3 separate regions of the Mus musculus genome follow, and regions 1 and 3 are each linked to region 2. A link is a contact called in public Hi-C and HiChIP or PLAC-seq data. All regions are on one chromosome and are shown on one strand. The core of a region is the stretch at or near the end of the contact, and the rest is flanking DNA. Distances in the headings are between cores, read along the strand shown.

Region 1 (2,700 bases), core at 164-2,663, 620 kb before region 2:
ATGAATTTAAGTTAATTGCATAGCATTTCTCATTTGTTATTATTTTGTTATCACTTTAAGTGGAAATGTTACAGAAAGAAATCACTTAAGAATATTCATTTCATTATAATATATCTCAATACAACTTTTTTTGGCAGTTGCTTTTCAATTGAGTTAGTAAGAGACAGTGTAACAGGATAGTTGTGCTGGCTACTTTTATGTCAACTTGTCACAAGCTAGAGTCATTTGGGAAGAGGGAACCTGTACTAAGCTTCTGGTGCGTTTTCTTGGATTGGTGTAGGAGGAACCTGCTCACTGTGAGTGGTGTCACCCTGGGAAGGTGGTCCTGGGTGCTAGGCGACAGCAGTCTGAACAGGCTCTCCAGAGCAAGTCAGGATGCAGCATTCCTCCGTGGCCTGCTTTGAGCTCCTGCTCTGACTTTCCTCAAGGATGAACTATGATGTAGAACTTTAAGGTAAAATAAACCTTAAGTTGCTTTTAGGTTGTAGTGTTTTTATCACAGCAGTAGAAACCCTAGGAGTGTGTAGAGTGAAATCTTTGCACCAGGAATGGAAACAGAATAAATAGGATGTAGGAAACCACTCTTGGTGCACAGAATCAGTAGCAGATGGTACTGAGTGATGCTGTATCAGGACATGGAACAAAATCAAGTGAACTTCCTATGTATTTGTCCCAACTCTTTCTTGTATGGTATTTGTAACTCCAGGCTATTTCTTAAAGCGTCTTTTTAGAAGCTTCAAGAGTATTTTTAGAAATATTTTTATTTTAATTATCTTCTGTGCTCACATATAAAGTGAAGGCTTCCTGACATTTTCATACATGTGTTGTTATATTTCTTCTTATTCACCCTTTCCCCACTGTGGCGGTTTGAATGAAAATGCCCCCCCCCCCAGGGGCTTATGTATTAGTCCACAGGGGATGCACTGTTTAGAAAGGATTAAGAATTGTAGCTTGTTGGAAGAGGTGTGACACTGGGGTTGAGCTTTGTGCTTTAAAAACCCCACCCCGGGCCCAGTGTCTGCTGCAGGGATGAGAATGTGACGCTCTTGGCTGCTGCTCCAGCACCATGCCTGTCTGCTCCCTACCATGGTGATAATGGACAAACCTCTGAAACTCTAAGCAAACCTCCAATTAAAGCTTTCTTTTATGAGAATTGCCTTAGTCGTGGTATCTCTTCACAGTAATAGAACATTAACTAGAGCAAGATACACCTATCCTTCCTGCTTCCTCCCCTTCACCTCCTCATTTCCCTTCTGCTTCCATGTCACATAGATTCCAGTATCATCTTCTCCCCTTCAGAACTCTTTGAAGATGTCCTCTCCCTCCCATAGTACCCTTTCCACTCCCCACACACATGCCTGCTTCTAGGTACATACACATTTGAATCAAGATCACTTGTAACCCTCAAGTGCGTGCACGCTTTCGAGCTGAAGCAGGGCTGGGGGCATGCCTGACATCCACAGCGGTCAGGAAAGGGCACTGACCCCCTGGAACTGGAACAATATGGACAGTTACTCAGCGCTGCCTTCTGGGTTCTGGGAAACAAAATTGAGTCCCATACTAGAAAAACAAATATTCTTAATTACCGAGTCTTCTCCCCAGCTGGGATTTTTGATGTGGTTGAGTGAGTGGGGTTGTGTAGGAACCAGCTACCCACTGGAACCTGGGCTTGCTGGTGAGCCCGGCCAGTTAGCCAAGAAGCCCTGGGACCCATCTGTACCTCTCAACACTGGGGTTACAAGAGCGCACCATCACAGACGCCTGGCTTCTTAAATGAGTACTGAGGCATTTTGTTTCTTCTGTTTTGAAACTGTTGTGAGTGGAATTTCTTTCCTAATTTCCTTTTTTAATAATTCATTATTTGGGGGATTAGAGAGAGGGCTCAGTGGCTAAGAACACTGGCTGTTCTTCCAAATGGCCTGGGTTCAATTCCAGCACGTACATGGCTGCTCACAGCTGCCTATAATTCCAGTTCCAGGGCATGTGACACCCTCACACAGACATACATGCAGACAAACACCAATACACATAAAATAAGAAATATAAATAAATAAATCATAAAACCTTTTTAAAAGTTCATTATTGGTATATTTAGAAAAAAAGGTGTTATTTTTATGATTTTGGGTCTTTTGAGACAGGGTCTCATGTAGCTCAGACTAACCTCAAGCATTATGTAACTGAAGATGGTACAACCCCCAAGTGTTGTCCAACACACTTGACCTGCTTTTTTTTTTTTTTTTTTTTTTTTTTTTTTACTTTATCTGCATTTATTTTATGTTGAATTTATCCCCATGCCATGAGTTTTTGTTTCTTCAGTTTCTGGGATATCTTTTTCTTCTGTGCAGCCTCCTCTTCTGGCTTTGGAACGATCTGTTCCTTCTCAGTGAGGATCATCTCACTGTGGCAGGGGGAGCTCACGTATGGATTAATCCAGCCATGAGCTCTGTAGGTTCGTCGGCGCATCTTAGGTGCCTTGTTCACCTGAATGTGTTCAATGACTAGAGAATCTACATCTAAACCATTAAGGTCACCATTACCCTCTGCATTTTTAAGCATGTGCAGCAAAAATTCAGCCCTTTTTTTTGGCCACCGTCCCTGTGTCCAGCCCCACTGTTTGGCCTGGGCGCACCTACCGACTCCACCATTATACTGCTGGAATGGCACACATTGCTTCTTTAAAGTGACATCCTTCAGATACTT
Region 2 (2,700 bases), core at 173-2,672:
TAGCTATACAGATGGGTCAGATGGTTGTGAGCCTTCATGGAATTTTTTTAGGACCTCTGTTTGCTCCAGTCAACCCTGCTCACTCCGGTCAACTCTGCTCCCTCGGGCCCAAAGATTTATTTATTATTATACATAAGTACATTGTAGCTGTCTTCAGACGCACCAGAAGAGGGCATCAGATCTCAATACGGGTGGTTGTGAGCCACCGTATGGTTGTGGGATTTGAACTCAGGACCTTCGGTAGAGCAGTCAGTACTCTTACCTGCTAAGCCATCTTGCCAGCCTGAAAAGACTTTTTCTTTTAAGAGTATTCTTAAAGAAATTTAAAATAGATTCTATGGAAAATGAATAATGACAGGACAAGAAGGGACTCTTGAAAGTTAAAAATATTACTAAAAAACAGTGTTAATTGAATTATATGAAATTCCTGGTATTTGATCATGTTGTTGTACATAAATAGCAATTCTACATGATTGAACCTAGGTTAAGGATTTGCAACCTCACTAGATGTAGGAGTCTACATGAATGAAAGAGATGAAAACATGGAATCCATACAGAAGATCTGGAACATAGGAAAGAGAGAATAAAACCACACACACACACACATACACACACATAAGTAACAACAAAATTGAGGGAAGTAAGTTATATTTAATAATAGAAAATTTTCCCTAGAAAAGTAGGACTTGGTTTTGGTTTTGGTTTTTCAAAACAAGGTTTCTCTGTGCAGCTCTGGATATCCTGGAACTAACTCACTCCCCAAACTCGCATAGATCCACCTGCTTCCCAGTGCTGGGATAAAAGGCAGGTACCATTATGCCTGGCCGGAATAGGATAATTTTAACTGAAGAGTGTTGGTCAGAATAAACAGGGGAGGGGGCCAGCAAAGCAAAAGCCACCAAGATGCTTCATTGTGAAGTTTCAGTACTCAGAAAAATCAAATCTCAAAAGCATCAAGAGAAAAATACATGCTGACACCAGAAGCATCTTTCTTTAGCCACCCAGAATAGATTCTGGGTGCCGAAGAACGCAAGCAGGAAAACCAAGAGAAACAATTCTACTTCAAATCCTCATTCCATCCAAGCTACTAATCAGGTTTGTAAACAAAATAATTTCCAATGCATGCAAGGATGTCTCTCCTACTCTTTCTGGGGGAAACTGCCGGAGGAAGTCTTCAGTAAAACGAGAGAGGAAACCAGCAGAAGGGAAATGAACATTAGAGAACGATGGCTATTAGTTACCTTTCCTGTGGCTATCACAAAAGACCCTAACAACAGCAGCTTAAGGAAGCTCACAGTCCCGGGTAGTTCACAGCAGGGAGAGGATGGCCGCAGGAAACTGAGGCACCTGGTCAGCCATCCTGATCAGTGTTTGCGCATGCCCAGCAGCGGAACGTCTCCTCCGTGACGCTAGATCTTATCAGGTTGACAAAGAATACTAACCATTACGTCACCCCGGCAAGACAAGTGTGCAGCACAAAACGGGGACAAGTGTGCCTTCTCGAGAAGAGGATTCCAGGCAAAGTGGAATGACCGAGAAGCGATACACAGATGAGAGACCTGGACTGAATGGCAAGAGGGTAAAGTGTTAGGAGGGAAAGGTGAACTGTAAACCTGGGAGAAGAGCTGAAGTTTCTAAGAAGGGAGAAGAAAACTTTAATTCACAAGTCTCTGGTGTAGCTCAGTGAGAAAACACCTGCCTAGCTTATAAGAAACAGCGGGTTTGTTCCCAACTATCACACACATAAAGAGTGATACAGCTTTGAATAATCACTGTACTGTTCAAATAGAAAACTGAGCCAGTGAGATGGGTAAAGGCACTTGCCATAAAACCTGACAACTCGACTTCAAACCTAAGGACCCGTGCGTAGGAGAGAACCAGTTCCCACAAGTTGTCCTGTGGTCTCCCCACCCATTCCTGTATACATACATCTGTGTAGGTAAAGCAGAAATAATATATTTACAGTTACACTTAAATGTATACAGGCACTCAAACATAAAATAATATGATTAAATCATTTTTGTCTTAAATAGAGAATACCATCCATGGTGATACTCTCCTTTGAGGCTAAAGGCTGAGATGCCTAACTGAAGGAAAGCCAATGTAATTATGTCGCTTAATACAGTAGTAAACGTTATCTTCAGCCCAAGAAGCCAAACTCGAACTGTAGCAATTGGCGAGTGGTAGGCTTATGGGTGACTTCAATTATGAAGTCCCATTTTCCTATAATAAGGAATTAAGAGACATTTATAGCCTTCAAAATAAATGGAACAAAAAAATAAAATAAAAAATTTAAAATGTAACTTGCATATGAAGCGAGGCTTATGTCCTAATTGGGTTTCTGTTATGAACATTGTATGCATACAGTGAACTTACATATATATAGGGAAACACTCATACATAAAATTTAAACATCTTTGAAATAACGTCTTTGTTTCTTTTTGGTTTGATTTTGTTTTTTGAGACAGGGGTTCTCTGTGTAGTCCCGGCTGTCCTGGAACTTGCTCTGTAGACCAAGCTGGACTTGAACTCAGAGATCTGCTTGCCTCCGTTTCCAGAGTGCTGGGATTAAAGGCATGCGCCAGCACACCAGGCCAAGAACATCATTTAAGCAGAAGTAGGAAACGTGATGCGTTCTACAGCACCCGTAAGCCTGAGAAACAGGGCAGACACTAGGTGATAGACTTCTGGAAAGCAGGA
Region 3 (2,700 bases), core at 154-2,653, 790 kb before region 2:
TGCCTGCGAAACAATGCAAAATCCACAGTGAATTTCCAAAGAGAAAGAAGGCTACCGTCTGGGAAAACCTACAGCTCAAACGTTAAGCTTTCCCGGATCCTGGCCAACTAACTGACTCTGGAGGAATGTGTCCCCACGGACATTTAGAAATCTTAAGAGTTCCAAACACCGTACATATTTATACCAATAATATATGGGGAGGCAAGTCTGTATGTATTTACCTCATACATATTTCTATAAACTCCAGCGTCTGGAAAGGGTGGGGGGTAAATAGCACTGAACGGTTAAAATTATGGAGAAGGGATAATAACTGATTACTAATTTGAAAGTAAATAAACAGGTGACTTTTTCAGATCAAATTCCTCCTTGGATCGTTACAATAAATATCTCTGAAGGAAGCGCTCTATTTATGTTGTCATTGATTAATTCTTCACTACCTCATTTGATTTCGATTTAGAACGATTTGATTCTAATTTAATTAGCATGTAATTTGGATGTACATAATTACTGTAATTATGACATTCAGGTAAGGCAGCTTTAGGCTGAAAGGCAATTTCAAATTTTCTAGCAACCTACTTTGTACTGGGAAATGGACAAGGACTTTGCGCCCTGCTATCCAAGTAGTAATTAGCACATCTCTGAAATAGGCAGTGCGGCGGGGTTTGTATTAAAACAGCAAATACAAACCCAGCCGAGTACCCGCTACAAAGGTGGCTGTTGAGTTCCCAGAAGCGCGCTGCATTTCCCTGGCTTGAGTTTGGGGAGCCGGGCACCCCAGAGCCTCATCTCTTTTCTTACAGCTTCGGGAGACTGCGTTTCTTTCCTCCTCGGGCGGGCGCCGGGGTTGGAAGGTGTCGCTTTTTAAATTAAAAAACAATAACTGCTGAAGGGGGAGGGGAGAAAGTCCCTACAAGCCCTCTAAAGCTAGTGGATGGGGGAGGGGTAGTGGACTAGGAAGAGGAGGGAAGGGGGCGGCGGGAGGCAGGGCGATGCACAGAGAAGAGAAAATTGGCCAACGCCCCCAACTGTTATCTCATTTCAGATTTGGGTTTCGAAAAGGCAAGGACAAAAGGGGTGGGTCTGTTCTGGGAGGGGGTGCGCACCCGTCGGGAGGGCCTGGGGCGAGGGCTCTGGGGGCTCCTGGTCGCCCTCTGGGGCCCCGTCGAGCTGCCCCATGCCCGCTGCGCCCCACTTGAGCAGTGGTCGCCTCCCATTGCACGGAAACCCTGCAGAGGTCTGTTGAGGTGCTCGGTGGGTCCAGGCTGGTCATAGCTGTGAGACTCTGGCTTTCTCTTCTGTGTTAGGGGTTCTGGGAAGCTGAGGAGGTCTTGGTGACCTGGTGGTAAACTGCGTTCACGCCCGTCCTGGGTAGTCCAGGCAGACCCGATGGTCCCGCAGCCCTGGACCCTAGGACGCTGGGTGAAGTGTGCGAGGCAAGCTGTGCCCACCGCGGGATCTCTACCCAGGGTGCACGTCGCTGCCGCTACCGACAACGCTCAGCTTTCTCATTTAGGAGTGCTGGAAGACCCTGAAATCGCCTAGGAAAGAATGCTAAATGAGACAATGAAAGAAAGCTGGGTCCAGGGCCAAGCGAGGTGGTAGTCTGTTTTGCTTGGATTTTTCAGTAAGTGTGTTTCAGAAATAATCCCCTTCCTTTGGAGCCATTGCTAGGCAATGTCCCCTCAAAACGGGGCTTGTCCCCAGCTAAAACACTAAACCTCGCTTTTCTTTGCCTGATTCCTTGGCTGCCAGAGTTCTCGACAGAAGCAGGTCTCCAAGCGCTAAAAGCCAAGCACCAGGCCGACAGCGCGGACTCCTATGCAGGAGCTCTAGATGGCGCCAGAGAGCCGCACTCGCCGTGCGCCTCTTGGGGGAATCAAGAGCTACTGTCAAACATAAAAGCAAATCAGAGTTTTCAGTTTTTTTTAATGTGTTAAGAATGTTATTCCTTAAGAAAATTTGTAGCTAAATTATTCTCACTTAAAATAAACACTTAGTATACCAATTACACAAATGGGCGGGATTTATGTGAGATTTACTTCATCTGCATTTTTGTAGTGGAAGAGAGCCTTGGTGAATACAGATAATAGATGCAAATAAGATTAGAGTTAAAATAAATAAAGTTTCCATGTGAATAAAAAGAAATTCAATTTTACACGACTGGTGACGATTTGACGGAATGTCCAGACACGCGGTTCAGGTGCACAATCTAATCTCATCCAAATGTTTTCAAACGTCCTTGAGGAAAGGAAAAAAAAAAATCTACTCCTTTTTCTTCATCAGGTAGGACCCGGTGGGTCCTCCAAAGACTGGGGGTAAATTATGCCAAGAAAGAAAAATACTGGGGAGGGTGTGAATTGAGCCGGGATAGGCGCAGGCCCAGCAAACTTGGTCTTGGTTCATCTACTGCGTGGAAGTTGGAAACAAGAAATCCCTGGAAACTCACTGAAACGAAATTGCATTTCCCCTCACCCCGGCGGGGGCGGGACTCCAGGACCCTGGTCTCAGCCCTGGCTTCACAAAATCCACTTCCAGGCGGCAGTCTTCATTCGCAGCGTGGCCTCCCCATCTACTCTACCCGGGACCCAGTTAGGCCCAAGCCGCGGGAATGCAGAGGTGGCCCTGGGGAGGCGCAGCCGCACCCCACCTGGGGACCCAGCTGGTATCCTAGCTCATGGACCTCGCCTCCCGTGCACGCTC

What was found. Hi-C and Micro-C count contacts between places; a contact is called where the count stands out from the background. HiChIP or PLAC-seq counts read pairs in DNA pulled down with a chosen protein or histone mark.
Region 1: an H3K4me3 HiChIP or PLAC-seq map of the SCID.adh cell line shows a contact between it and region 2, with 8 times the contacts expected there. The contact joins two enhancer-like sites. A contact is called at or near these places in 7 of 39 promoter capture datasets (the 3T3-L1 cell line, embryonic stem cells, hippocampal neurons and 3 more), 4 of 115 datasets of contacts at active chromatin or transcription factors (the SCID.adh cell line, embryonic basal ganglia, embryonic stem cells and 1 more) and 2 of 9 other capture datasets (adipose tissue and pancreatic islet).
Region 3: a Hi-C map of regulatory T cells shows a contact between it and region 2, with 2.6 times the contacts expected there. The contact joins two enhancer-like sites. A contact is called at or near these places in 4 of 39 promoter capture datasets (HPC-7-derived erythroid cells, the SN4741 cell line, neural stem cells and 1 more), 2 of 15 datasets of contacts at CTCF or cohesin (large pre-B cells and stem cell-derived epiblast-like cells), 14 of 484 Hi-C or Micro-C datasets (the G1E-ER4 cell line, bone marrow-derived macrophages, common lymphoid progenitors and 10 more), 19 of 115 datasets of contacts at active chromatin or transcription factors (SST interneurons, VIP interneurons, craniofacial prominence and 13 more) and 4 of 9 other capture datasets (adipose tissue, liver, macrophages and 1 more).

What each region holds. Positions count from the first base shown.
Region 1 is chr2:73,116,859-73,119,558 of GRCm38.p6, reverse strand. The region is part of intron 7 of Ola1 (Obg-like ATPase 1); the gene reads left to right. It also overlaps the pseudogene Gm13665. Among named protein-coding and RNA genes, the nearest start is that of Ola1, 96 kb to the left of the region's middle. Within about 2 kb of position 1,413, at least 2 of the 459 cell types and tissues checked have an H3K27ac peak or open chromatin away from gene starts, as enhancers often do. A contact at or near this core is called in the SCID.adh cell line, where this site is marked.
Region 2 is chr2:72,491,948-72,494,647 of GRCm38.p6, reverse strand. No RefSeq gene overlaps it. Among named protein-coding and RNA genes, the nearest start is that of Cdca7, 17 kb to the right of the region's middle. Within about 2 kb of position 1,422, at least 11 of the 459 cell types and tissues checked have an H3K27ac peak or open chromatin away from gene starts, as enhancers often do. A contact at or near this core is called in the SCID.adh cell line and regulatory T cells, where this site is marked.
Region 3 is chr2:73,277,789-73,280,488 of GRCm38.p6, reverse strand. No RefSeq gene overlaps it. Among named protein-coding and RNA genes, the nearest start is that of Sp9, 7.2 kb to the right of the region's middle. Within about 2 kb of position 1,403, at least 32 of the 459 cell types and tissues checked have an H3K27ac peak or open chromatin away from gene starts, as enhancers often do. A contact at or near this core is called in regulatory T cells, where this site is marked.